2 separate regions of the Mus musculus genome follow, and region 1 is linked to region 2. The links are chromatin contacts, called in public HiChIP or PLAC-seq maps. All regions are on one chromosome and are shown on one strand. Each heading gives the region's core, a stretch centred on a gene start, on an enhancer-like site or on the middle of the called end of the contact. The rest is flanking DNA. Distances are from core to core; before and after follow the strand shown.

The links. HiChIP or PLAC-seq counts read pairs in DNA pulled down with a chosen protein or histone mark.
Region 1: a contact with region 2 is called in an H3K27ac HiChIP or PLAC-seq map of large pre-B cells, with 2.1 times the contacts expected there. The contact joins two enhancer-like sites. A contact is called at or near these places in 2 of 39 promoter capture datasets (the C10 cell line and pre-B cells), 1 of 115 datasets of contacts at active chromatin or transcription factors (large pre-B cells) and 2 of 9 other capture datasets (adipose tissue and liver).

The regions. Positions count from the first base shown.
Region 1 is chrX:38,563,336-38,566,546 of GRCm38.p6, forward strand. It overlaps Cul4b (cullin 4B), which reads right to left. Exons shown (of 23, transcript NM_028288.5): 3 at 1,598-1,771; 4 at 328-873. Among named protein-coding and RNA genes, the nearest start is that of Cul4b, 11 kb to the right of the region's middle. Within about 2 kb of position 1,421, at least 424 of the 459 cell types and tissues checked have an H3K27ac peak or open chromatin away from gene starts, as enhancers often do.
Region 2 is chrX:38,232,281-38,235,611 of GRCm38.p6, forward strand. Tmem255a (transmembrane protein 255A) reads right to left here. Exons shown (of 10, transcript NM_172930.4): 4 at 823-912. Gm39507 (a long non-coding RNA gene) reads left to right here. Exons shown (of 2, transcript XR_882295.2): 2 at 1,132-1,374. Among named protein-coding and RNA genes, the nearest start is that of Gm39507, 5.5 kb to the left of the region's middle. Within about 2 kb of position 2,046, at least 7 of the 459 cell types and tissues checked have an H3K27ac peak or open chromatin away from gene starts, as enhancers often do.

The sequences.
Region 1 (3,211 bases), core at 171-2,670, 330 kb after region 2:
TTAGAAAACAAGTTTCTCACCAGTAAAATCTCTATCAACCATACTGTCAATGTGGGAAGGAACAGCAGATCAAATAGAACTAGAACGGGTGAGACAGACCTCAAAAACATTGGATGGAAACACTCAAAGAGTATGCTTCACAGGAAGGACACAAACACCTCGGGAAAGAACCCTCCACCAAAAACAGGACCTCCCTTCCACTCATTGATTACGCATAAAACATTAGGCAACCTCTATACTGTTCAATATATTAACATAAATAGCACACACGTGACTGCTCAAGTGTCAAATTCTTAGTAGGTGATTATGGATTTTGGCCTTGGTTACCTTTAAAGTTCTTGATCACTAACTTCTTAGCTGAGCCGGGCTTGCTGTTAGCAAAGCTAGAGACCGCGGTAGAAGATTTAGCCAGGCCGTTTGCATGGTGCACTGAAGCCACAGAAGAAATTAATATACTCTTAGTTTTAAGTTGTTGCTGCTGCTGCTGCTGTGAGGTTGCAGCAGTTGGCGAAGATGAGGAAGATGAGGAGGAAGATTCCTCAGCCATTTTCGTATCAATCCCTACAAACTCCAGGGTGTCTTCAAACCGCAGCTTCTTCTGTATAGGTACGTGGCTGGAAGTGGCCACTGGAACCCCAAGGCAGAAGGACGAGGTTGAAGGGGACGCCGAATCTCTGGGTTGTGGAGGGGTGGAAGAGGAAGAGGTGGAATCAAAGTCTTCTCTCTCGTTACTACTGTTACTGCTGCTACTGCTGCTGTTTAACTTTCTCTTCTTGGCAGAGGTGGGCGGAGTGGTGCTGGTATTACCATCAGTGGCAGATCTGACCTCCTGAGCAGCAGCAGAAGCAGCAGAGGGATTGGGGGAAGAAAAACCTGTTGGAAACATGAAAATAGCGGGGTCAACAGGCAGAGGAGCATCAAAAGCCTACGTTTATGTGCCTGCGTGCTTGTAGGAGAGGTGGCAATGCTGGAGGGGGAAGGGAAGGAAGAGGAGAAGCACAGAGGACGAGGAGGAAAGTGGGGGGGGGGGCACACCGGGGGAATGGGAGGGCTTGGGAAGGCGGATAGGCTGACACCGGCAGTGAACAGAACGGGGGGTGGGGGGGTGAAGGAGGCAGACAGGTAAACAGCCCTGCCGTCCCCCCTCCCCTGCTTTCGTCCCCTCTTCCCCACTTTCCGCAGGCGCGACTGGGGAGAGGGAGCCAGTGAAGCTTGCAGCTCCTCCTCCTTTTCTCCCTCTCTCAGGGAGGGGAGCTGCAGGGCTGGAGGGGGAGGGGGAGCGAGCCAAGGCTTGTTATTGTCAATAGCACAAGAGGCTAAAGATGGCGCCACTTCCGGTCACGCGGCGCCCGTGGAGAGGCGGCGTCACCCTCGCGGAGTGGGGGGTGGAGAGGAGGACCCGAGCGGCCTGGGAGGCGGGGGCGCCGACTCACCGTGGGGCGGCTGGAAGCGCCCGGAACGCTCACTCCGGGCAGCTCACTCGGGGTCCGGTTCCCGCACCCCTTCCCTGCCGGCACCCTCCCCACCGGGCTCCCTCACCGTCGGCCACCCGATCCTTAAGGGTCCCGCGGGGAGCTTCGCGCCACATCGCTCTTACCGGAAGTGCCTGGGCAGACACTTTTCATAGCTCCCAGATCCTGAAGCCCCCGGGTCCGCCGGACTTGAGGTGGGGGGGTTGGGGGAGGGAACACGGGGGGTAAAAGAGGTGGATAGGGAGGGCGGGGCGGACCTTGGCGACACCTTCGGCGCTCTTGATTGGAGGTTTCCGAACCTGCGGAGGGCGGGCAGATAGGGTTGGTTGGGGGGCGGGGGGGCGGGAGAAGAAGCGGGAAGCCTCCGGTGAGGCAGAGTAGGTGGTGCAGGCTAGGGGCGGGGTAAACTATCTGGGGAAAAGAAGAGGGTGGGAAGAAAAGTAAGGCGAAGGGAAACTTTACCAAGATGAAGGACTAAGGAGTTGCAAGGCCACGGGAAGAAGCTGAAGTAAGAGGAAACTTAAGCATGCCCCCTGCTAGAGAGGACTATCGCTATGATCAGGGAGCGGAGAGGGCTTAGCTAGGAGGAAAGTTTTTTACTCAGTGCAGCAACACAATCTCTCATTTTTCTCTGTAACACAACATCCCACAGGGCCCGCATTTTGATTGCCTCAATAAGAACAGCTGGACGGACATTCTGTTACCTTCCTACCGAGAGCATTTTCTAAGATTACTGGCAAGAGTAAAGGTACTTTCGAAGGCCATGTAGCCTCATCCAGCACAATTTCAGGGTTCACCCCTCCCACCCTATCAAATCAGTAATCTGTAAACCAAACAAAGCTCAGACTCACTTCATTTACCAACTCTCAGTTTAGATACACTATTGGCAAAAGTCTGTTTCCCTACCAGTGTGTTCCATGAGACCTCAAGTTTTAATTAAGATTGTTGATAAAAAAATAAATAAATAACTCGGAATTTAAATTACCAACGATAAACTCTGTAAAGTCTCGGATTTTTGTTTTGTTTTTTTTTACTTAACCCGCGGGACAGTTTTTAGACAGCACTGGCAAATACCTGTCATTCCGGTGCTCTGGAGGCTAAGGCTGGAGTATACCTAGTTTGAGGCCAGGCTGGGCCTGCACACACTCAAAAAGAACAAAAATAATTAATCTTAGGGCATTCTCAGAAGGAGAGACAAACTCAAAACTACAGTGCCAAGATACTGCTCATTGTAACTGCAGGCACAGTAAACAGCTTGTGTGGAAAGAGTGCACATGCTAGCTACTACCCCAGATAACGACCTCTGAAAAGGCATCGAGGGGTAAAATCCCTTAAAACAAAATAACCTAATATTCTTGTTTACACCCAGAAATGACTGTGGAGAAAAGCACAAATGAGGGAGTCAAAGCAAGATTAATATAATGTATATCCTCAAAAAAAAATGAGAGGAGAGAGTGGGGAGAGAAAGTATATCCTTAGCTATGAAAGGGTTTTATCTAATTATGTAAAGTGCAATGAGACTAGAAGATAGGATGTCTGGTTGGAGGTATGGAAAATAAAGCTTCAAACGTGCCTTGGACCTTAGTGCGGTTCTACATGCTTGGAATCCCAGTATTTTGGAAGGAGAAACAGGATTGCCAGTTTGAGTTCAAGACCAGCCCAGGCTATATAACAAGAGCCTATATAACAATGTTTGTTCTACCAAACTTTGAAGTCTACAACTTGGGAAACGGCACACA
Region 2 (3,331 bases), core at 796-3,295:
GGGAAAGGGACAGGGAGGGAGGAGTGGCTGTTGATGGAGTGGGAGATAAAAAGAAGAGGGATGAATGCAGCAATCAAGATGCATTTATATGCATGCATGGAATTGTCAAAGAACTAAACTTAAAAGTGGGGAGCAAGGTCCTCTATACAGATGTGCTCTTAGTCATAGAGCTCTAGAGTCCAGGAGTGAAAACGGCCCGTATCCAGTGCAGTTTCTGCAGAATGGGAAACATGTGACACCTGGACTGAAGGACTGAACTCAGGGTGGGAGGTTTAGCTCTAAACTTTCTCCAGACATCCAACTTCATTATTACACCTCAACCACTGTCATAAGAACAGCAGTATTTGGGTACCTCTGTCCTCATGGTCTGTTCTGGTAGCTGTCGAAGGGGAGCTTAGTTTGGACCATGTGGCTTCCTGCTACAGAATCAAATGGTCTGTGTCTCTACAGTACCCCATCATGGCTGTCTAAGGCCATGATACTATCTTGCTGCTCTTTCCCTACCTTCAAGACATCCCCTAACCCCAAATTTTACACACCAAAGGGCTACGCCATCCCTACTGCCACTGGGAAGGGAAGTCTTCCCTGCTCTCTGGAGCCGGAAATGAACCACTATGGCACCCTGAAGCCTGTACTGGCAGTTTAGGTCCATTTTTCTAGATGCTTACATTGTTCACCGGTGTTCCCCTTGACTACCAGCTATTGAAGACAGAGGAGGAGTTTCCTTCTCCCTTGTATACGTGTGCCCCTCAAAGCACTCAGTGCACATTCAAGACAGGATTATAGCATTGCACAATTCAACTCAAGGTTAACAATACTCACAATGTGTCTGGCGGCAAAGACCCCATCAACTATAGCACAACAAAATGCTGCAATCACACCAAAGCTGATAAACACGATAGAAGCCACCAGCTGCAGGAGGGAACAAAAGGAACATGTCTGTTAGGCTTCCACTCTTGCTGCTTTTGAAGACTAGGTAATCCCCAAGAGACTGCCAGCCAAAGCAGAACTCTACTCTGTCGCTGACAAGGATGCTCTTTTTTTTTTTCAGTCATGCAGGGTGAGTGGATATGGGGTTAGGCAGGGAGGAAGAGAAGGGGAAACTGAAGCATTTTTAAAAATATATTTCAGGGTAAGCTCAGAAATTCATTCTGTGAGAACCGAATGAAGAAGCTTGCTGGTATCGAGTATGCTGTCCATGGAGGAATTCGACTGCATAGCCCTTCCATCCTCAGATTCAGAAAAATGTTGGACCTTGGACATCATGTAATCCAACCCTGTATTTTACTTTTGTGGAAACGGAGGCACGGTGAGGGGAACAGTGTCCCCAGTGTCTCTACTATGAGTCTATGAAAGAACTGATGATGCCCACCAGTTCCTGGCCTTTGATTTCTATACCCCTAACTCTGCAGCTTGATAACATAGTGGACACTGAAAATAACAAGAGTGATTCTTGGGTCCTACATAACTCTGTATCATGTTATGCATGATTGAAGAAAAGGGATATTCAATGCACTACCAGTTAAATGCCAGAGAGATTTTGCAAGAATTGATGTCTCTGAAATGGGTAAACTTTTGTGTGGTCTATATAAAAATTTTCTTTCTTACTCTTTTTTTGGGGGGGGGCATGGCCTCATGTAGTCCAGGCTGGTCTCAAGTTTATTTTGTGGCTAAGTATCATCTTAAACTTCTAATCCAGCCACCCAAAGGTTAAGAATGCTGGCATGTACCACCATGCCTAGCTAGAAATTTTAAAATAATAAAACCAGATTGCCAAATTTATTGATCATGTTAGATAACATAAATTTTCCTACTGTTCATCTTCTAGTACCAAGATGATGCTACATATTAAGGTATGGCAGAATCACAATTTCAGAATGTCTTCGAGGACAAGGAAATATGATACATGAGCCCACAATCTGCTATGGTTGACCTTGTGAACTACCTGGAATCAGCATTTTTCTTTCTTGATGCTTTTGGTGAGAAAGAGGAGGAAATAACATGGCATCGAGCTATTCCCCAGGGAGAAGAAAAAAAGATCAAAGCCAAGGCTGCCCTAGGGTTCACCCACTTCAGCAGGCTGAGAGGAAATACTTATCTCCTTTGGGAGTTGTTCAGAAACCTCTCTCCATAAATCTCACTTCACAGCACTGCAGATAATCAGTAAATAATGGATGAACGATGTCATGAAATTGGCATTATTAGCTATGCTATGATCAGCTCTACAATTAAAACTCCCCCATTATTTTGAATAATTTAAGCCCAAAGTGAAAACGAAACTGGCAAGGGACGGAGTCCAGGTGAAATGGAAGAAGAAACTATTAGAAGTCCCCTGGCAGTGATTCCCATATTGCTGGGGGAAGCATATGGTTAGAGTTCTGTGTCCCTAGAGCTATTACATTATTTGATTAAGCTTGATGTTAAACAGACCCCATTGCCAAAATTTGGATGCGGTTAAGAGTTGTTCAAGGGGACTCTAACCTTAGTCCAGTGTCTGACCACTCACCAGACTTCCTGAACTGTTGCAATTGCATTCAGCCTATCCATTCTACCCCTTGCCCTCAAGGAAACCTTCTCAAAATTAAACCAGGAAAACACAGCAGCTCGCCTTTAGGAGATCATATTCGAGCAGTGAACTTTCTAAGCTTCAGCTTCTGTCAAATGCTGATCCTTCCTTTCCACTTTACTGCATACTTGACTTTGAACTACGGACAGCAAAGACACAGAGATATTGTTGTGAAGTTGACTTCATAATTTTAGCTTGATCTATGTTTCAGGTACATTGACTTTCTTCCTCTGTAATTTTTTTTTTGTTTTGGTTTGGTTTTGGTTTTGGTTTGGGTTTTTGTTTTGTTTAGTTTTGTTTTTTTTTTTTTTGAGACAGGGTGGAACTCACTCTGTAGCCCAGACTGGCCTCAAACTCACAAGAGATCCACCTGCCTCTGCCTCCCAAGTGTTGGGATTTAAAGGCGTGCGCCACCACTACCTGGCTTCCTCTTTTTAATTTTAGTTTGTGTTTTGGTTTTAAGACAAGGTCTCAAGTAGCTCAGGAAGGTCTTGAAGTCAAGATCACTCAAAGGTGATCATGAACTGAGTTCCAGGTCCCCCCTTCTCGACCTCCCAAGTATCGGGACTAGAGACAGAAATCACCAGGCCCAGTTTCCCTTTACTTTCTTAATGGGAGTTCCCTAGATTATAATCTCCTAAAAGAATACAAAGAAATTTTGCGAAAACTTTTCCAAAAGATTATGTAACCGAAAGGAAGCTACGAAAGTCAGTAATATTCAGAGCTACAGTAAGATATACAACAGAAACCCGGCATTCTAGGCCA